Linked DNA regions of Mus musculus: all the other regions are linked to region 7. The links are chromatin contacts, called in public HiChIP or PLAC-seq and promoter capture Hi-C maps. All regions are on one chromosome and are shown on one strand. The core of a region is the stretch at or near the end of the contact, and the rest is flanking DNA. Distances in the headings are between cores, read along the strand shown.

Region 1 (2,700 bases), core at 29-2,528, 420 kb after region 7:
GGAGTTTCCTCTAGAATTCTAAATGAGAATAAACTATTACTCCCACAGAACACCTGCCTGCCTGAAAATTGAGCCTCCTCACGTAGGAAATGAATTTCATTTCTCTCCCTACACCCCGCCCCCAAATTATTTGTCCCTTAAAAACCTAGATGATGTCTCTTGGTTTAGTGTTGCCGAGATAACAAACTCATATTTTAGAAAGTTTATCTCCAAAAACCAGAACCCAGGAAAAAACCTGCTCCTCCTCTCAGCAATGGTCAGCTGCCTGTCCTTGTCCTTTCTACCCATTCTGGGAAATGTATGTAGCCCAGTATTCTATTTCCAGGGTGTCCTGCCTTTTCCTCACTTGGAAAAAAAGTGGGGAAAGGGAACCTACTAATTCCTTCTCTTTTACAAGACCAACAAATAACCTTTCAGCATCAGGGAATTTAGAATCTGACATCCTGAAATGGTGCAGTCTTCTCAGCTGAAAGCCCTTTGAGACAGACTTTGCAGGGCTGGTGAGGAGCCACAGAAATCCATTATAATTGCCTGATTCTGCACTGACACATGACGGTTCTCTGTCTCTGAAGTCATTCATGGAGAGGGTTTAAAAGATTGACAATTAGATGGTGAATGAGACGTGTCACGTGCATCATGAATCCACCCTTTCTTCAGAGAGAAATTGCTGTTCTCTCCACAGCAGTCAGTTGAACTGTCACCTCATGCGGGGCCTGATATCTCTGTCAGAGGCTCAGGCGAGGAGAGCACCGACATGCTATCACTTGAAAGGGCTAAGCTTCCAGACACTTGTGGAAAGGCTTTTAATCTTCCCAGGGACTGTGCTTCCATCTCAGGTGGATGTCACTGAAGAGTAGCCACATTTCATGGCATGCAAAGCCAATGAAAGCTGAGTACCCATTGCCCTAAATGCTCGTGACCAGATGGATTGGAAGTTCAGTTGTCTGGGTTAGGGATTCTCAGCCTTCTGGTTGGATTTGGGCTGGGCATAGAGAAGAGAGGCTCGGGCTGGGTGGCCTTGTTATTTGGGCACAATATATAAATTACTTCCTTCCTGGGGAGAAGGGACTAGAAATAAATCTCCCTTACTTAGTGCATCTGTTGGCTTCCTCTTCCTAACAGAGACCACTGAGGCCAGCCCACCTGCCAGCTAGAGTTTAGCACTCAAACATCTCCTTCATCCCTGCTGGTTGCTGGCAGGCTTGGATGTCCCTGAAGCATCCAGCTAGCTCTCCCACAACGGAAGTCTGTGTATTACTGCTTACAAAGAGGCTCTCACGAGTAAGGGATGGCCCAGATTTCACTTCCCGACTTGAGCTGCCCTATCTGAGCTCATTTGTCTGAGTGTGTAAGGAGAATATCCACCCCCAACCCCACCCCCCATGGGGACGAGAGTGCTGAGTGAGCATGCAGAATTCTCTACTAGTCACACTCTGGAATAAGATGCACTGGGCAGGAGTCTCAAATTACCAATTCATATAAGCATCCAATGTGTGTGTGTGTGTTTTTTAAATCAATTCCACCCTATTTGTCTCTCCTTTAGTTCTTCCCCTACCCCTTCATCACTTCCCTTCCCAACTTCATGTGTTCTTTCCTTTTAAAACATTCTTCTAATGCCCACCATTCTTAGTGCTGCCTATATGTGCATGGGTACAGGGCCATCTACTGGAACATTGGAATGCTTTCAGGCCTGCATCCATGAAGAAAAACTGACTCTCCATGCTCCCATAGCCGCCAAGAACTCCTTAGTTGAGGGAGGAGGCATTCAGTGAGTCTCTCCCTGGTTCATGTTGGGATTTTTGCTGACTTGGTCTTATACAATTCTTATGTAATGCAGTCACAGCTACTATAAGTTCACATGTGTAACTGCACTGTCATGCATGGCAAATTCAGGTTCACAGCAGACACCCACTCCCCGGGCTCTTAAACTCTTTCTGCTCCTCTTCTGCAATGATCCCTGAGCCTTGGAGGTGGGTGAGATATAGATGCTTCATTTAGAGCTGAACATCCCACTGTCTGTTATTCTCCACACACTGACTTGTTGTAGATTACCATGTTATTCACCATCCTCTGCTGAAAGAAGCTTGTCTGATGAGGGTTGAGGGATGCACCATCTATGGGTGTAAAGTTAAGAACTGAAGAGGCAGTTTAGGACAAAGATTCTGCTACAGGTCTCTGACCCAGGCAGTCACCGAGTTTTGCCCCAGTTAACGGTACAAGAAAGGGTTCTAATGTCTCCCCGTGTTGTCATGAAAATGTAATACAGAACACACATGCTTTCTGATATATGAGCATATATATGCTGAAATGTAGGTGTGATTTTTTTTTTGTTGTTCTGAGGATCAAACTCTAAGCCTTATGGGTTCTATATATGTACTGTATCACTGAGCAGCAAGTCTAGCCTTCTTTATTAATTATATATTTATTTGTATTTTGAGACAGGGTCTTGCTAAGTTGCATAGGCTAGCTCCAAACTTGAGGTCTTCCTATCTCAGTCTCCTGGGTAGATGAGATTTCAGGCTTATTATCGATCTCACTCTCTCTGTCTCTCTCTGTCTCTCTGTTTCTCTCTCTCTCTCTCTCTCTCTCACACATACACACACACACACACACACACACACACACGTGCACACACACACACACACACACACACACACATTTGAAATTTAGAAGTTTTGTGAAAGACCATGTCTCACATTT
Region 2 (2,700 bases), core at 91-2,590, 500 kb after region 7:
GTGCTCCCTCCAGCAGCCTTCCCACCTAACTTACCAAAAGCCTCACTTCTCTAAACAGAGACACCAACTGAGAACCAAGGTGTTCAAACAGTAAGCTTTAGGGGACAGTTCTCATTCAAACCATCATGGAGAGTATGCTGATGTATGACTGTATAGACTTAAAGATGGAGTGTGTGTGAGATAGAGTGTGTGTGTGGTATGTGTGTGTGTTTGCACAACCGACTGCCATATTGCTCTTCAGTAGGAACTGGAGGCTTTGTGCCCTGTGAGTATATCAGTCCTGTCTAGAATTCTAAGACCTCAGAATATAGGGATGTGCCTGGGCAGCTGTTGTGAGCCAATAAACAACAGCATTGGGTTCCTGTCATGCTCCTCAGCCCTCACCCCACCCCACCCTCACCCTTACCCCACCTTCACCCTCATCCCCAACTCTCATCCCACCCTCACCCCTACCCTCATCCCAACCTCACCCTCATCCCCAACCTTCATCCCGGACCTCACCCTCACCCCCAACGCTCACTCCACCCTCATCCCCACAACTCCTAACAGCATGACAGTTCACTTGAGGACAGGAAGATTCTGACACTTCAAAGGATTCTGACACCCACTGTCTCTAACCCTTCGTCTCTCTTATAAGGGGCCTGGCCCATCTGCCAGGTCTTATGCTCTTTTCTTGCTGTCTTTCCCAGTTTCCCTCAAGCCTTGGAGGAAGTGATATAGATTTCCCAGTTGTGACTGGGCACTCTACAAACGGTGCCTTGGTTGCCTTTTTTTAAAGATCCTATCTCCAAATAAAGTGTTAGGGCTCAGTGTATTGATATGGTTCAGTTATGAGGACACACTGGGATCCTGGACACTGGTGCTAGACCACTAGAGCAGTCTCTGGGAGGAGAGAGTGTCACCTGGGGAGCCATGGGAAGCTACATTCCACCCTGTGACTAACCCTGGATTTTCCAGTTCCAGGTCCTCCTGCCGGTGTCAAGGCGGCGGCAGCCTCGGCCTCCATGGTCTTCGTGTCCTGGCTGCCCCCGCTGAAGCTGAACGGCATCATTCGGAAGTACACAGTGTTCTGCTCCCATCCCTACCCTACCGTAAGTGGCGAATAACCAATAGCTTTCCCAGCATCTCCCAGGACCTCGCTGAGGATGCTCTTCCCTCGCCTCCCTCCCACTCGGCCTTCTTGGTGTTTTTTTCTTGTCATGTTGTCTCCACATGCAGAGCAAAGTCCTCATTTGCACCTCCCTCCAGAAGACTCCTGCTTTATTACGCGGGGCGCGGGCACTCGCCTAGAGCCCTTGTTTATCTGGCAGCTTCCCAGGCACTGCCAGCGGCTTAATCAAACTCCGAGTGCACAGGCCGTAATTGTGCCTTAATTGATAGTCAGTGGACAGCACCTATTGATTGCACTGCTAGGCTCCGCATTAAATGTCCTCCTTTCCTCCCTCCTTCTCCCCCACATGCTCCAGCCCACCCTCCTTCTCTGCCCTAACCCACACTGAGAAAGTACTATAGCGCTACCCCTGCTGCGCAAGGCAGTGGGGATCTGTGCCCTCTACAATAGCGGACTCAGCCTAGTAAAGGCGCCGAGGTCAGAATACACACCATTTAAAACTGGGCTATTTATTATCATTACTGTTTATGATGCTGGATAATAACTATCAACTTAAACTTTCCATGGGCAGATAACAAGGCATATCAGAAAAAGAGGGAATTTTGGAGAAAGGAAAATATAAAAAGAACGATTTGGATTTACAATGTTTTCACAAAGATTTTAAGGCACTGTCAAAATGAAGGAATCGTGCCTAATCCGTCTTTGTATCTATCTCCTGTTCCTGGCATAAAACTTAAAAACATGTAGAAGGCTATGGAAGTGGTTCAGCTGTGTTTTTGTGCAAGCGGGGGGGGGGGGTGAGATTTGGTCCCCAACACACACACACACACACACACACACACACACACACACAAATAATCCCAGCTCTGGAGAGGCAGAAATAGCCATATCTTTGAAACTTAGTGGGCATCCAGTCTGGCTGAGTACATGTGCTACTGTGTAGGGTTTCTATTGATATATACTGTGAGCAAAAGCAACTTGGGGAGGGAAAATGACTTCAACCTGTGCATCAGGCCTTATTTGTGCTGCCACTATCTCTGAGTTCATATGTGCATCGGACTTGTTGTGTCTGGAACACTGTTTTCTTAGAGTTGTCTACCCCTCTGGCTCTTACAGTCGTTCTTCTTCCTGTCCCACAAAGATCTCTGAGCCCTGAAGGAAGGAATTTGATAAAGACAGTCCACTTAGGGCAGAGGGCTCCAAAGTGGAGCACTCTCTGCACACTGTCCAGTTGTGAATCTCTGTGTTGATTATTATTTAGCTGGGTAATGTTCGACTTGCTTCTCTTGCAGAAGTCTCAGGTTCGAATCTTAGCATCCACATAGCAGCCCAAATACCCTGTGACTCAAGTTCCAGAGGATCTGCTGTCCTCTTCTGGCCTCCAAGGGCACCAAGTAGACAGGTGGTGCACAGGCATGCATGCATGCAAAACGCATCATCAGGATGTTTAACCTGAGGGAGGTTGAACATTGCAGTGACCTGTGGGTATAAAATATGTCATCAGGAGTGGTTTCATTGCTGTGTTGATTTTGCAGAAAAGTAGTTGGTTTTTCCAGGACCATGACATATCTAATCGCATGTTATCGGCC
Region 3 (2,744 bases), core at 227-2,726, 390 kb after region 7:
TACAAAGCCAGAGGAAACACAGAGAAGACTCCAGGGAAGTATCATGATTTCCAGTGGTTAGGTTTCTTCACAGAAAATAAATAGAATTAAGGGGCAGGGAGTGATTGCAGTATCCAATCAGCATAACTTCACATTGGAAAATAAAACTGCCTGGGTGCTATTGCACTTAGTAGGTAGTGCAGTGCTAGGGGGGAATTTACCATGGGAATTGGGAGCATGGCACCTGGGGAGAGACAGAGAAAAAGAAAGCTGTCTTATAGTTGTTGACAAGGGTAGGTGTCTTGAGAAGCTGCTCATATCCATGTCTGCAGCCATGGTTTACAGGCAGCTCTCAAGGGTACTAATGATTCTGTGTCCAGAGTCTGCCATTTCCCAGTGCACACCCTGTGGAGTAAATGGTGGCTTCTCCTTCCTTGCTCCTCCCAAGTCATTTTCAATGCCCCTCACTCACAAGACAGAAATAAACCAAGGTCCTGGTTAAACTTCATGACCCAAATCAACCTGGGGAGGAAAGATTGATTTCATCTTATACTTCCATGTTTTACAGTCCATCCGAGAGGGACACTTGGAGCCTAGCAGCTCTTCTAAAGGAAAGGAAACTTCTCTTTGAAGTAAGAACCACTCATTCTTCAAGAAAACACCCCTCTCCACTAGGATGAAAGGGACAAACTCTGGTCCTTAGGGAGGAGAAAGCATAGCTGCTTGCAGCTTTCCATTGAGAACAGTCAAGGGAACAGAGAGACTCCCTCTCCCACTGTGCTGTGCTTCAATCCACCTCATCCATCACTCCACCTTGATAGCTAGTTATGAACATGCTCTTTGAACAATCTATTCTAGATATGAACTGTAGGTATTTACATTCACATTTTTGTAAGCTCGTCTTTATCAAAATCTTAGATGTAAATATTTTCTGTATAAAGATGTAAGGAGTAACAACCATTTGTCTACAAGCCCCATTGGCTTGGTCAGAGGCCACTGGGATCTAGATCTTTCCAACTCTCAGCCAAATGCGTTCTCTATGATCAGCAAAACTTCAGAACTCTATGAAGCAGGTACCTTGTTTGCCACCTGCCTCCTGTGTCATTCTCCTATGTGTGATTCCCACAACCTTGGCACCCGGGCATGCAGTGAGGCATAGCTTCCCGGCAAATAGGGGAGGTCTTCTGTGTGTTAACACCACTGGTAATCCAGTCTGTGACTTATAAAATGTCTTAACATTTCATTTCTTGTGATGAAGTTTAGAACCATCCCCACCCAACCCCAGCTAGCCACAGAAAGTTGGCCGCTCTCTCTTACTAACAGCTGCTGCCCAACGTGCTTACCCTATGCTAAGATAGCTGCTGATTTGCAGACTGCACGCACTGGCTTAAACATTGCCCTGTGGAGTAATGATTACTCTGAGGGAGAGGACTGAGAATTCAGTGAAGCCCACGTCTGTCACATCTGAAGAGTGTCGGCTTTTGTGTCCTCTTGGTGAATAGACTGGCTAACAGCAAGCTCTTGCTCCTTGTAGCAGGCCTGATCAAAGCTGTGCATGCTGTGTCCCTTCAACTTGGGCTCATTTTTTTTTCCCAATGAAGAAAAGATTTAATGTTATTCAAATCCATTTTCATTAGACTTTTAAATAATGCACAGGCTCACATCCATCCAGATAGGAATTAAAAGATCATTCTTTGCCACCATTCAATTGAGAGAGCATGGCAGTGCTGTAAATTTTACTTTTTAATTCTTCTTTATAAATGTCTCCACTACTTAAAGTGTTTTTCTAGTGAAAATTCTTTGAGGACAGTAAAAAGTATGCATTGTGGGTATGAACAATCTTCTGCCTTTCTCCAAGCCAACAAGAATTTCACTATAATTTCAAAATTTTTAAAACCAAGTTTTACATAGTTCATAAATTCCATACCTCTTTGAGATGTCTTAATTTTTAGTCTGGTGTGTATGTTTATCTGTATGTGTATGTATGTGTTTGGTATATGTGTGTATCTATGTGTGTGTACGTGAATGTGTTTGTACATGTGTGTCTGTGTATGTGTGTATGTTTGTATGTGTATGTGTGTATATATGTGTCTGTGTGTGTGTGTGAATGTGTTGTATGTATATGTGTACATGTGTATGTGTGTATGTGAATGTGTTTGTGTGTATATGTGTAGATATGTGCCTGTGTGTGTATGTTTGTGTGTATGTGAATGTTTGTATATGTGTGTCTGTGTGTCTCTCTGTGTGTGTCTGAATGTGTTTGTATGTATATGTGTACATGTGTCTGTGTATGTGTGTATGTGTGTATGTGTATGTGTTTGTGTATATATGTGTACATATGTGTCTGTGTATGTGTGTATGTGTGTGAATGTGTGTATGTGAATGTGTATACATGTGTGTCTGTGTTACGTGAATGTATTTGTATGTATACGTGTACATATGTGTCTGTGTATGTGTGTGAATGTGTGTATGTGTACATGTATGTCTGTGTAGTGTGTATGTATATGTGTGTGTGTCTATATGTGTCTGTGTGTACATGTGTGTATGTGTGAATATATGTAACTGTATGTGTGTATATGTATGTGTGTATGATTGTGTATGTGTGTGTATGTGTGTGAGTATGTGTGTAGGTATGTGTGTGTGTATGTGTCTCTGTGTGTGTGTGTATGTGTGTGAGTGTGTGTGTAAGCACCCTTGGGAAGCTCACACAGAACCACCTGCATCTGCTTCCCAAGCCCTGGGATAAAGGCATGAGCTGCTTATTC
Region 4 (2,911 bases), core at 362-2,861, 440 kb after region 7:
GGAAGACAGATCATCACAGAAAGGTAAGGGGATGAGTAGGATATGAGTTGGCCACCAGCTGAACAGTGGTATTTAGACTCCAGAAATAGAGACATTTTCCACAAGGCCTGTACAGGAAGAGTTCTCTTCTAGACTACAGCACACTGAGTGGGACTGAAAGAAAAATACTAGAGGTGTCCCAGGGCAAGACCAGTGACTATGTGGAGGGAAAGGAAGTTGATCACCGTGACAGGACTTCAGCAGGATAAAAAGGTGTCTATAATTACAGACCTTAGGTATTGAGTCCTGGTGTATAGCAAAGTGCCACTGGGCATTGCCATGAAAGATGCCAAGGATAGAATCTGAGACTAACTGAGGCTTAAGAGTTAGATCCAGGAATGACACGCTCCAGCCCGGGCATGCTGATTGAGACTTGAGCTAGACTAATGGCCATGGATCCTAAAAGGAAAAATCTGATTGGAAAATTTCTAATATAAAACGTTAAAGGTTCAAGTCCCTGACTGGCTGTAGGTCCAAGAATCCATCCAAGCTTGAGTCTGGGACACAGGACTAGCCAGAGGGAGGGGTTTCATATGGGTCATGTGACAGCATGCTGACCGATTGAAAACACCCTTCAAGCAGATGCTTCAGTGGCGCAATCAGTTAGCATGTAGTACTTATTCTTCAGGTTTTTGGAATGTGAAGAAGAAATCATAAAAAATGGTACTCTAGGTATCATTAGAATAGTTCACACAGGCTAGGGATGGTGAGTCATACTTGTAACCTCAACACTTGGAAGACTAGGGCTACAGAGTTAGACTCTATCTCAAAACAAACTATGGACAATTGGCCCAAACCAAACCATAAAGCTAAGAGTGGACAAGATGACAGTTACTGGAGGTCGGGAAGCCTACAGGTGCATGTGTCCCTACAGATTCTAGAAAATGTGAAGCCAGTTCTCAGACCAGATGCTGCCTCCTCATGACTGGTTGGTTCAAAGCCCGACATGCTGGGCTAGTCCCAGGGTCTGGCCTTAGCCACACTCACCATCAGTCCCCTCACTAGCCCTCCCCTCTCTCCTTTCCTTGGCAACCTCCTGCCATGGATGTTGTCAAGGCAGAACCAGGTGCTCTCACTTCATCCACCATAGCAACCAACTGAGGTCCCCAGCAACGGAAGATGTGGGGTAAAATCACTCATTGTCCAAGTGGCTAAGGCTTCCTCTCTGAGTCCACAGAACATCACCACTATAATTAATCCTGATTGCAGGTCTCAGAATAGCACCCCCTCATCTAGCTGCCAGCTCCTTTGTTCTCCAAGCCTCCCAAGAGAAGTCACGGTAGCTTAGACCTTATCGTTGGGCTTATCTATATTGTAGATTTTTACTTAGTTCCAGTAAGAAGGATGCTTCCTATGTCAGCCATGCTGCTCCTAGAGGCCCCTCCAGTGTCAGGCTGACTGTATGAGGTTGATATCTGAAGCAGTGAGAAGAAATGGGGAACTAGAACCTTTTCCCACCTTTCTCCTGCCGGATGAGTCTTCTGGCCATGAGCAAATGCAGCAGAGTGAGCTCCCTGAGGAGAAGTCCTGACATCAGAAAAAGCAGTTTGCAGTTCCCTGTGTCTGCAGGGGTTTGCTGACACTTCCGATTCAGCTTGGGCTCAGGGCTGCTGAGTACTCAGCTCCTGTCAGGAGGGAATCGTGCACACGAGCCACTAAGCTTGACGGGTTTTTTGGTTTAGTTGGTTTTCTTCCCAAAAGCAAGATAGTTTTTTTTCTTCTTTCTGTTTGGAGAAATGATGTGTTTATTATAAAAGGATTCAGGTAAACCAGAAAGAATAAAATGTAGAAATTGAATAGGATGTGGTGTGTGCCCTCTTCTAAGATATTTCAATTTTATTTCTTTATTCATGTATGATATAGAATATACACAAAGAGATGTGTTGAAAAGAAATATAGAACTCATAAAAGCACTTTGCATGTATGTTTACATGTTCTTGTATGTGTGCTGGTATGGGGGTGGGTATGTACACACATGAGTGAGAAAGTCAAGTGACTTTCTCAGTTCTAGTCCACATATTCTATGAGGTAGAATCTCTCAGTGAATCTGGAATTCATTAGTTCAGTGACACTAGCTGGCCAGTGAGCCTTTAGAACCCCCCTGCCTCTACTTCCCCAGCACTGGGCTTACAAGTGCATGTTGCATGTCACTTAGCTTTTTCACATAGGTGCTAGAGTCCAAGCTCAGGCTCCCTTACATTTTGGTGCAAGCCCTTTGCCAGTCTCCCTGTGAATCATCTCCCCCGCCAACATAAACAGACATAAAATTTGATTCTTCTGTGTGCAGGTACTTTTTCATTCCATGTACATGATATATCATAAAGTTTTATTTTGTTATTATTATTATTAGTGTGTGTGTGTCTACTGTAAGTGCATATGTATGTGAACTTATGGCCAGAGGACACTTCAGAAGTCATCTCCAGGAGGACTTCCACTCTTTGAGAAAGCTCTCTTGCTGATATGATGGTAATTAGACCAGATTGGCTGGCCATCAAGCCCCAGCAGTCCTCTGTTCAGCTCTGGGCTGACAAGCATATGCATCATGCCTGCCTGACCATTTAAATGGGACACAGAAAGACAATCATGTGAGCACACCCCACAAAGCAGGAAGAAAGGCTTTCTCCTGTGATGTAAGGTCTACCACAAACACACAGGCATGTGTATGAGTTTTAAATATAGTTCTGAGTGTTTCTTGAACAAGTATTCTCTTGTCTAGACAACATCTTTAAATATCTATAAACACTTGTGTTGTATGTGCTTCAGGTTCCTGTGATCACTGCCAGGCTATAGGAAATGACCCTCCGAATAAACTGTGCACATGCATGTAGTCAATTTCATAGGATAAAATTCAGCAAATGGACTTAATGATATA
Region 5 (2,757 bases), core at 24-2,523, 300 kb after region 7:
TTCTTCCTGTGTTCTCATTTGTCTTTCCCTCTACATGCATCTGTTTTTCTACTAAGCCTTTCTAAGGACACCAGTGTCACTGGATTCGAATGCACCCCCCATAGTCTTGCTAAGATTTGACTACCTTACCAGGCTTGAAGGCCACCTTTCTTCCAGTATTTTATTCACTTTTGTTCCTCAGTGTTTTAAAGTCTTTTACTCCTTGGTTCCAAATAGAGCCCATGACTGAGACACTGAAGGTGAAGGTTTCACATGATTTTTAAAGGGGTGCTTGACTCTGCAAAGGCCTCATTTGAAATGTGAATGTATCTGAAGAGGGTCTTGGGTGGAGAAATTTATATATTCAATTTTAACAGTATAAACAGAGACACAATTAAAATCTTCAAAGAGTTAAAAGCCATACAGTATTTTGTGAATTAGACTGCTCCAAAAGAGATGTGGGCCCCACTTTGGTGGAGGGAACATGGCCTGGGCCTTTCTAGGGTGTAAGTGAAGAGAAAAGTAAAGCCGACATATCCTTCAGCTGCCTCGTCCACGCCCAGGCCTGTGCCAGCGCCCTGGGGTCCAGCGCCCTGGGGTCGGAGCTCATTGAAGGCTTTTGCTCAGATGAGCTTAAGTTATGTTTGTGTTTTATTCTCTTGATGGTTTCAAGTTTTTCTTTGGGGGGTTGTTGGTTGGTTGGTTGCTATTTGTTTTTGTTTAACCTCGGTAGCACATCAATGTCAGATGCTTGAGGTACATTTGGCTGATGCTGAAACCCCACACAGGTCCCTTTACTAGTTCAATTTTACTTAGGAATATTTTATGCCTGGGCTCCATCTAATTTACTTATTTACTTTAGCACTATTTATTATTTAAATCTCTCTCTCAGATAATAACGATAAAATTAATAGTGTGTTTTATTAATAAAGATATATGTGCACATATATATGTATATATATATACATACATATCTGCATATATATGTATATGTTTATATGTGCATACATATCTTCATTTTATATGCATGCACATGTACATGTACATATACATATACATATGCTTAGTATGTTCATGAACAGAGTCAGAATTGGGGAGCAAGTGCCCCTTTGCTTCAAATGCTTCCAGCTAATCTTTATGTGCATCTGCCCAGTCAAGTCAAAAATGTAGAAAGAGATTAGAAATACCTTTTATGCCCTGTGGACTTGCATGTCTCGTTAGTGTCTAAGGTTACTGCAAAAGAAAAGGAGCTGTGGTGTTGCCAGGGAGACCAGAGCCTGTCAACAGCCTCTGCACGAATGCTGACAAATGGCAGTTACCACATCAAGACTCATTTCTTTAGATTCCACTCAGATGAAGATGCTTAACCTTTGCCGCTAAAATGGTGTCACGATAATTACTTAGCAAAGGACCTGATTAGGCCACGCCGTTCTATGTCTACAGACACACATGTGTGTGCGGTTTATTACCAGTTATGTTGATGGCATATTTGAAAGTGTGATTTCTCTGCAAGACTTTAAAACCTGCAACATTGAGAATTTAGCTGGAGGCTGTCACATTTGGAGAGAATAAAAAAAAATCAACAATGTGGTTTTAGCAAGTTGTTATCTAAAAATCGTTAAAATAACAGTGTACAAGATGTTTTAAAGTTAGACTTCATATACTAATTTTCAAATAAGGCTTTCAAATACACAAGGATAAAATATGTAAATATGTCAACACACATTTTTGACCTTTTGGATATACGCTGTTAAAGACTAGAAATGAATTGTGTTTTAAATGTTAGATCCACTTCACTGGACTACAAAGCTGAGATATCCTCTGGTTCTTGAGTCTGCTTTCTTTTGCTAAAGCAATCCACTTGAGGATAAGCATATTATAAAATGAGGCTCACTTACCTTATAGCTGTGGAGTCTGAAAGTCCAAGACTCACATTAATCCCTTCCAAGGTTGACATGCCTCCAGGGACCTAATTACGCACCACCTCTACCCCATCCCCCACCCACCCCCACCCCAGCAGTGGATCCCATCTCTTAAAAATTCATCCCATCATGTCTCATGTGGCCACTTTGGGGATCAAATTGCCAGCAGGTGAAAACCCTGGGAGATACATCTAAGCTATATCCAAACCATTGCAGGTCTTATCTGAGCCCACCAAAAGAATTATAGGGACTTCTTATCCATGGCTGCCCTGGGTGTGAGCAGGTCACATGATGGTGCTCATACCATGACAATTACTCTTGGTCTAAATCCATGGGTAAAAGAGTATGGAAGGATGCAGGTAGGGTATGTACTATGTGTTAAAATCCCCCTACCCTCCTTGTGCATACACAGACAGAGCTGTTCTGTTTGTTGGCACAGAAATCACAGCCAAGTTTCTGAAGGAGGCAGCTCTTTAACCTGTGGCCATCCTACCTCTCTTCAAGGAACCCAGGAAAATAAAAGCACTCCCTCTCACAGAGTTGTAAGTTTCACGTAGTCACCAGAGGAATTGTAGCAATCTTTGCCTTTAGATCCCCATTCTCGCCATTTTCTTCCCCATGTTTGTGTCTTTTCCACACAGTTAACTCCATTAAAGCGGTGATCGGTTACAGAACAAGCTGACAGCTTCTCTTGCATCTGTCCATGTGATACTCAACATGAAAATTCCAACACTGTGGTCTACAGTGGGAAGAGCTGCTAGATCAGGGTTAGTTTTCATAGTGCCTTATTTATCCGTGGAAGCTTTGTGAGAGGGCTGGAAATGCATGCTTTTCTAGCCAGGGGAGATACTGTAAT
Region 6 (2,841 bases), core at 144-2,643, 320 kb after region 7:
CCCCCACTCCACCTGACCTCTAAACTGTCTGGGGCCTCCAGTCTCTTGTGGTTTAGGTGCATCATCTCTGAATGAACACAGACCCAGCAGTCCTCTACTATATGTATGTATGTTGGGGGCCTCATATTAGCTGGTGTATGCTGTCTGTTTAGTGGTCCAGTGTTGGAAAGATCTCTGGGGTCCAGATTAATTAAGACTGCTGGTCCTCCTACAGGATCACCCTTCTTCTTTCAGCATTCCCTAATTCAACAACAGAGGTCAGCTGCTTCTGTCCATTGGTTGGGTGCAAATAACTGCATCTGACTCTTTCAGCTGCTTGTTGGGTCTTTTGGAGGGCACTTTTAACACAATGATCTCCAGCCTTACTTATTTCCTGAAGGTCGGTGATTCCACTCTTCATGGCAAAGTGCATATCACAACTGGAAGATATTGCCCACAGGAAACATGTCCTTCCAGCATAGCCTCAGGGAACATTGCCTGTTTACTTGTCTTTAAACACTAATCTACCCGACCTAGTCCTTCTCTGTCCTTCCTTGTCATCCTCCCCACCGAGTAGAGGTGGCTCTTACACAGCCCACCATGTGCAAGAACATGCCCCAGATCCCAGGAGAAAACTTCCCATTATCCTCTCCCTCACCCTAGCATCCAGACCAACACTCTGTCCTGGAGTCTGTGTTTTCAAAATATATCTTAATTTAAGCCCATGAAACTTCCATAATTTTCTCCAACCAGACACATTCTCTGTGTCTCATCCTGACTGTCTAATCCTCAGACACCAGACAAGGCCCCCTCCCTCCTGGGGAAGCACTCTCCTCTGTCCAGGCTCATTTCTTTGTCCTTCTGTGCAGTCCTCTGTTTCTTTTCTCTCCTTTGTCTAATTGCTATTCTTGCCTCTAACTGAAACATTTCTTCCTAGACATGAGTGGCCCTGTAGTGACTGACAAGTGTCCCCTCATCATGTAAACCAACGAGTACTGTTCCAGTTATTTGAGTTTCATTGGTTGTTATTATTAATCCTTAAATAATCCCTTTTTTAAAAGTCTAATGTCATTTTATTTTCTGAAGGATTTATTCTGGAAAAAAAAATCACAAGAAATCTAACTAGAGTAAAGATTAATGGCAGACTCTAAGATCTGCACAGGCAAAGCTCTGATCATTAACAAACTAAACAGGGTAATTAGGTGCACAGTTGAATGCAGTGTGCGGGCTTAAATTAGCAGTGTGTAATTGAGCCTCATTTAACTGTGGGAGAAGTACACTGAGCAAGTCTTAGTTACAGGAGGAAAATGTCTTTGTGAGATTGCTCTCGGAGTGTTTAACATACATATGCTAGATGACTCTGGACTTAGAAGCCAGGGTAGGGTTTGAGCTGGTTCCACATGCTCCCCTCCCCCAACTACAGAGGGTGCACCATTACTACTGGTTCAGTGATTTCTCTGTGCAGCTTAGCCTGGGCTGTGCCTGGGCTGCCTCAATGTCACCCTTCCGCCCTTCCTTGACATCACAGTTTACAACCTTCTGGTGAGGGGAGGTCACTGCCTGAACCAGAATGCCTTATTTCCTGATCTTATTATTATTATTTTGTGTGTGTGTGGGGGGGCACCTCAGATTTGTTCTTCCTGAATACCCAGCCATTTAATACAAGGTAAACAGGAAAGGACAGGAACAGGAAGGAAAAGAGAAGCTGCTGTCACAGGCCAATGGTGATGCAGTTGGTGCAAAGTCAGGCAGGAAGGAAGCGGCCACAGCTGAGCGGGGATAAGGAGGTGGGAACATGGCTGCTTAGGTGTTTAGAAAGCAGGGATGACAAAGATGGAAGAAATGTTGAAAGTGTTTCTCTCTGCTACATCCATGCCCACCAGTGGGCTAGCCTGGAAAACAAGAGAAATTAGGCCACCTTTGACACGTCTGTGCCACCCTAGCCTTCCTGATCCTCCTGTGTCTCCAAGTTACCAGGGCTTTGTAATGCATATGCTGTGAGCCACACCCACTGACTCCTCTTGGAGCAGACTGCCCCAGTCAGTGTCTGTGATAGCAAGGAATGGGGGCATAAGAAAGAGAATGTAGTCTGCTCCTCCCCCAACTCACTTCAGTATCTGCTACTTCTGTACCTCTGTTCATTTGCATATGTAAATTTATATTTATATATGCACATATATAGTACATTATGTATCATATAGATTACCTTGAAGATCTTTCCAGAACTTTGGCAATTCTACCTTACTATCCTTTTTAACCACTATGAGTATGAGCTTACTAATTAACTCAATACCCCTAAATTTCATTCTACTCTTTCTGAAGTGTCAGAAAGAGTATTTTGAGTTATATTTTTATATAGCTAAATCTATGAATTTACTTAGGACAGAGCCTTTGGAGAGGACCCACTGGGTTGAAGTATAGGGAGTACTTACAACTAAAAATAATCACACAAGTGGTTCCCCAGGAATGTTTCGCCAGTTTATATGCCATAAGACATGTTTATTTCCCTCTACCCCCCACCAAGATTACGTATTCTCAAATATCTTTAGAATTTTCTAGTCTCCTGGATGGAAATAGCATGCTTTAATTGACATCAATGCAGTTGACTTCTAACTGGGCTTTGTCCAGAAATGGAGGAAGATGAGTTGCTTTCTTTGTATTTTCAGAAAATTGACACTTTCACAACATCAAATCATCTGTTCTTAGAACATGTGGCATATTTCCATTTAGCCTAGTCTTTGATTTTGTCCTGGGGAATAGTTGAGAGTGTCTTTTAAGTGTACATTATACATTGATAGCTGTTGCAAGCAGGTTATTTAATGTTATGGCTAATGGAGGATCTTGCATAGTTAGATTGTGACA
Region 7 (2,700 bases), core at 54-2,553:
ACACGTATGCTTAGAACTGGTAAGTGGAGGTAGTGGTTTGACTCCAAGCTGTCTGCCTCAGCTTTGTCTTGAGTGCTTGGCTACCAAGCCCCAGCTGAGCCTTAAGATGGTTGGAGTACCTGAAGAATTGTGCCCTAAAAGAACAGGAATGCAGGGAGGGAAATCAGGCCCACTGCCTGCCAGGGAGCACAGCTTTGAGGAACAGGGAGTGAAGAAACACCCTTTGCATGCAAAGGCAGAGGACACTGGGGTTCGTGTGTAGCTGGCAGAGCTGGAGGCGCAGCCTGAGTGGGCGGCAGCACGTGACCACCTACAGCTGCAGAGCAATGGCAGCCAGTGCGGCGTCAGGGCTCAGCTGACCCTTCCTAACACAGGGCCTGGCCATCTTGTGCCCAGCCCTGGTAAAGCACCATTTTATTTCTGCCTCAACATTTGCTTTTCTGGGCTATTCTGTGAGCCGTTTTAGGGGTGCCTAATCTGTAAGTGCACATGTAGTTCAGGCAGAAGATGCCTGATAGTCTGCGAAACTATCTCCATTTCCCATGAAATGGTCCTCTCTTGCCTTCCCTCAAAGCTTTCCCAGTCCATAGTCCTGGCCGTGTGCATTCAATGTTAGACTTTAAATCAGGGCACATTCTGACTCTGTGGGTCATTATTTTGTAAAGTGCCAGATACGGATATGTGCTTTTTGAAGGGCCTTTGTTGAAATAGTATCATTACTTCAAGATCTTTCTGGAGACCCATTTAGGCCATGGTCTGCTGTGCCAAGAAAGGGGTTGCATGTTGGGACTCAATACGCACTATCAGCTATTTTAATCAGTTTTTATACACCACTCAGAGACCAAAATTAGAATCGCTCATGTTTGCACCCTAGTATGTATTAAAGATAATTAAAAATCAGCCAGTGAAGTCAGAGAGCTCTTCCCAGGAGCCGCGAGGACTCCAAGGCAGCATTTCCCTCTAGGCAGATGGACTAGACTTTTCAGGGAGTCAATACGGACTCCGAATCCTGCTGCACATCGCATCAAAACTGCTAACGCCTCGCGGTCACCTCTGCCTAGCTGGCACCCTTCCGGAGTGGTCAGCCCCCGGCCGCATCTCATTAACAACCTGCAAGAACAGAGCTACACACGATGGGCTGTGTGGGGACGCGTCTCTGAGCCTCTGAGCCTCTGAGCCCTGGGTCCCGCCGACTGCGTGATCCGCCGCACTCCTCTGCTGCTGCTTTAAGACTGCAGAGCGCCCCAGCGGCCAGAGCAGGGGAGGGGTCCCCGCTCGCCTCCGCGCGCGGCCCGCCGGGCTCAGGCAGGGAAGGGCAGCACAGGGGACCCGGCGCCCGAGGCCGCCGCAGCAGGATGAGCCTGGCCGCGCGCCTGCTGCCTGGCTGCGGAGGGTGAGGCCGGCGCCCGGGAGGCCGCCGCCTGGCCGCGCTGCGCATCGGGGGGCGCCCGGCATGAGCTCGCGCCCGCGGCTGCGGCTGTGCGCCCGCGCCTGGCTGCCCGCGGCCCGCTGAGCCGAGCCGAGCGCACGGCGCACCTGGGCTGTGTCCGCGGCGCGGGGCGCGGCGCCCGGGAGCAGGTGTGCGGGGGCGCAGCAAGCGGGGAGCGCGGCTGGGCGGCTGGGCGGCCCCCGGGCAGGTGGCGGGCAGCAAGCGGAGCCGGGCCGGGCGCGGCGGAGCGCAGCGCAGCGCGGGGGGCGAGGCCGGCGCGTGGCTCGCTCGCTGGCTCGCTGGCTCGCGGGAGGCCGGGCAGCAGCAGGGGCATGTGGATACTGGCTCTCTCCTTGTTCCAGAGCTTCGCGAATGGTGAGCCTTGCGGTCTGTGCTGATTCCTGTCTGGGAAGGGGCCCGGGGGATGGGTGCGGTGTAGGGGGTTGAATGCATGGGTGAAGTCTTTTCCCTTTCCTTTCCTATCCGGGTTGGAATGTTCGTGCATGCGTTTATTTATTTATTTAAAAAATATATTTGCATTGCTTTGGAGAGGTTAGGCGATACTGATAGGAGGCCGGGGAGGCATCGCTCTGCAATCGTTGGAAGCAGCCTACCTAGCTAGCTAGCCAAGTGCCAGCTCAAAGCCTAACTCCAGAGCTAGACAGCTACCTCATCAGAGCCAGGCAGGTTTGGGAAGAAGAGAAGGGAGATGATCATTGCCACTTTGAATATCATAACCAGAAAAGGACATGGCGTTAGGAGCGTAGGCAGGTGCAGGGGTCAATTAAGACAGTAGCCCTCAGGTTCTGCACTCTTGAGCCTTAAAGCCTCCGCTTTAATTCTGCTACAGTTTATCCTTGAAGGCTGTGGGAAAGATGCGTCTGTCTGCATCCCCCTCGTCCCCTGGACACTACATGTTCCTCGCAGTAGTGTATGTAAAAATATGCACTGCTAGGCATTACATCATCTGTAATGTTGACAAATTTTTTAAAAATCACCTGTATACTTATAAAAGTGAAATTGGTGAATGTTGTACATGGTGTTTCCCCCTCATGCGCAGCTCAGTATAGCCTTTTGAGATGCTTTCTTCCTGATATTTAGAATCTATGGCTTTTGATGGAGTCAGACCCAATTAGTAAGTGTGTCTGCACCTTAGGCTGCCTGTCACAGTGTAAATATGAACTTACATGTATGAATGGCTTTCTCTCCTGTGGCAAAGAGAGGGAACTGTTATCATTTGGTACCGCTTGGAAGCATCCAGGGCTTCAATA

Evidence for each region. Promoter capture Hi-C pulls out the DNA fragments that hold promoters and counts their contacts. HiChIP or PLAC-seq counts read pairs in DNA pulled down with a chosen protein or histone mark.
Region 1: a contact with region 7 is called in an H3K27ac HiChIP or PLAC-seq map of oligodendrocyte precursor cells, with 5 times the contacts expected there. The contact joins the enhancer-like site here to the promoter of Dscam in region 7. A contact is called at or near these places in 4 of 39 promoter capture datasets (the 3T3-L1 cell line, cranial neural crest and embryonic stem cells), 2 of 484 Hi-C or Micro-C datasets (cerebral cortex and cortical neurons), 11 of 115 datasets of contacts at active chromatin or transcription factors (astrocytes, bone marrow-derived macrophages, embryonic basal ganglia and 8 more) and 1 of 9 other capture datasets (adipose tissue).
Region 2: an H3K4me3 HiChIP or PLAC-seq map of embryonic basal ganglia shows a contact between it and region 7, with 4 times the contacts expected there. The contact joins the enhancer-like site here to the promoter of Dscam in region 7. A contact is called at or near these places in 10 of 39 promoter capture datasets (the 3T3-L1 cell line, cranial neural crest, frontonasal cranial neural crest and 6 more), 12 of 484 Hi-C or Micro-C datasets (the N1E-115 cell line, cerebellar granule neurons, cerebellum and 7 more), 10 of 115 datasets of contacts at active chromatin or transcription factors (SST interneurons, VIP interneurons, astrocytes and 7 more) and 2 of 9 other capture datasets (adipose tissue and embryonic stem cells).
Region 3: a contact with region 7 is called in an H3K4me3 HiChIP or PLAC-seq map of embryonic basal ganglia, with 2.9 times the contacts expected there. The contact joins the enhancer-like site here to the promoter of Dscam in region 7. A contact is called at or near these places in 5 of 39 promoter capture datasets (cranial neural crest, embryonic stem cells, frontonasal cranial neural crest and 2 more), 7 of 115 datasets of contacts at active chromatin or transcription factors (bone marrow-derived macrophages, embryonic basal ganglia, embryonic forebrain and 4 more) and 2 of 9 other capture datasets (adipose tissue and embryonic stem cells).
Region 4: a contact with region 7 is called in an H3K27ac HiChIP or PLAC-seq map of VIP interneurons, with 3 times the contacts expected there. The contact joins the enhancer-like site here to the promoter of Dscam in region 7. A contact is called at or near these places in 12 of 39 promoter capture datasets (the 3T3-L1 cell line, cranial neural crest, embryonic stem cells and 7 more), 3 of 484 Hi-C or Micro-C datasets (the N1E-115 cell line and cortical neurons), 6 of 115 datasets of contacts at active chromatin or transcription factors (VIP interneurons, embryonic forebrain, embryonic hindbrain and 3 more) and 1 of 9 other capture datasets (pancreatic islet).
Region 5: a promoter capture Hi-C map of second pharyngeal arch cranial neural crest shows a contact between it and region 7, with 3 times the contacts expected there. The contact joins the enhancer-like site here to the promoter of Dscam in region 7. A contact is called at or near these places in 12 of 39 promoter capture datasets (the 3T3-L1 cell line, cranial neural crest, embryonic stem cells and 8 more), 5 of 484 Hi-C or Micro-C datasets (ECoMG myeloid progenitors, bone marrow-derived macrophages, cerebellum and 2 more), 9 of 115 datasets of contacts at active chromatin or transcription factors (VIP interneurons, embryonic basal ganglia, embryonic forebrain and 6 more) and 3 of 9 other capture datasets (adipose tissue, embryonic stem cells and pancreatic islet).
Region 6: an H3K4me3 HiChIP or PLAC-seq map of embryonic forebrain shows a contact between it and region 7, with 5 times the contacts expected there. The contact joins the enhancer-like site here to the promoter of Dscam in region 7. A contact is called at or near these places in 11 of 39 promoter capture datasets (the 3T3-L1 cell line, cranial neural crest, frontonasal cranial neural crest and 6 more), 20 of 484 Hi-C or Micro-C datasets (the N1E-115 cell line, bone marrow-derived macrophages, cardiomyocytes and 11 more), 16 of 115 datasets of contacts at active chromatin or transcription factors (SST interneurons, VIP interneurons, astrocytes and 10 more) and 5 of 9 other capture datasets (adipose tissue, embryonic stem cells, liver and 2 more).

What each region holds. Positions count from the first base shown.
Region 1 is chr16:96,752,554-96,755,253 of GRCm38.p6, reverse strand. All of the region lies in intron 11 of Dscam (DS cell adhesion molecule), which reads left to right. All of the region lies in intron 2 of Gm32509 (a long non-coding RNA gene), which reads right to left. Among named protein-coding and RNA genes, the nearest start is that of Gm32509, 35 kb to the right of the region's middle. Within about 2 kb of position 1,278, at least 25 of the 459 cell types and tissues checked have an H3K27ac peak or open chromatin away from gene starts, as enhancers often do. A contact at or near this core is called in cerebral cortex, neural progenitor cells, neural stem cells and 1 more, where this site is marked.
Region 2 is chr16:96,672,056-96,674,755 of GRCm38.p6, reverse strand. It overlaps Dscam (DS cell adhesion molecule), which reads left to right. Exons shown (of 33, transcript NM_031174.4): 20 at 958-1,091. Among named protein-coding and RNA genes, the nearest start is that of Gm32509, 45 kb to the left of the region's middle. Within about 2 kb of position 1,340, at least 22 of the 459 cell types and tissues checked have an H3K27ac peak or open chromatin away from gene starts, as enhancers often do. A contact at or near this core is called in VIP interneurons, cerebral cortex, cortical neurons and 3 more, where this site is marked.
Region 3 is chr16:96,777,898-96,780,641 of GRCm38.p6, reverse strand. The region is part of intron 10 of Dscam (DS cell adhesion molecule); the gene reads left to right. Among named protein-coding and RNA genes, the nearest start is that of Gm32509, 60 kb to the right of the region's middle. Within about 2 kb of position 1,476, at least 8 of the 459 cell types and tissues checked have an H3K27ac peak or open chromatin away from gene starts, as enhancers often do. A contact at or near this core is called in embryonic basal ganglia, where this site is marked.
Region 4 is chr16:96,729,206-96,732,116 of GRCm38.p6, reverse strand. All of the region lies in intron 11 of Dscam (DS cell adhesion molecule), which reads left to right. Gm32509 (a long non-coding RNA gene) reads right to left here. Exons shown (of 3, transcript XR_385103.4): 2 at 1,498-1,763. Among named protein-coding and RNA genes, the nearest start is that of Gm32509, 12 kb to the right of the region's middle. Within about 2 kb of position 1,611, at least 9 of the 459 cell types and tissues checked have an H3K27ac peak or open chromatin away from gene starts, as enhancers often do. A contact at or near this core is called in VIP interneurons, neural progenitor cells and pancreatic islet, where this site is marked.
Region 5 is chr16:96,871,522-96,874,278 of GRCm38.p6, reverse strand. All of the region lies in intron 3 of Dscam (DS cell adhesion molecule), which reads left to right. Among named protein-coding and RNA genes, the nearest start is that of Gm32432, 9.5 kb to the left of the region's middle. Within about 2 kb of position 1,273, at least 4 of the 459 cell types and tissues checked have an H3K27ac peak or open chromatin away from gene starts, as enhancers often do. A contact at or near this core is called in second pharyngeal arch cranial neural crest, where this site is marked.
Region 6 is chr16:96,844,808-96,847,648 of GRCm38.p6, reverse strand. All of the region lies in intron 3 of Dscam (DS cell adhesion molecule), which reads left to right. Among named protein-coding and RNA genes, the nearest start is that of Gm32432, 36 kb to the left of the region's middle. RefSeq lists an enhancer at 1-2,049. Within about 2 kb of position 1,393, at least 27 of the 459 cell types and tissues checked have an H3K27ac peak or open chromatin away from gene starts, as enhancers often do. A contact at or near this core is called in SST interneurons, embryonic basal ganglia, embryonic forebrain and 2 more, where this site is marked.
Region 7 is chr16:97,169,338-97,172,037 of GRCm38.p6, reverse strand. It overlaps Dscam (DS cell adhesion molecule), which reads left to right and starts at 1,303. Exons shown (of 33, transcript NM_031174.4): 1 at 1,303-1,804. The coding sequence starts at 1,762.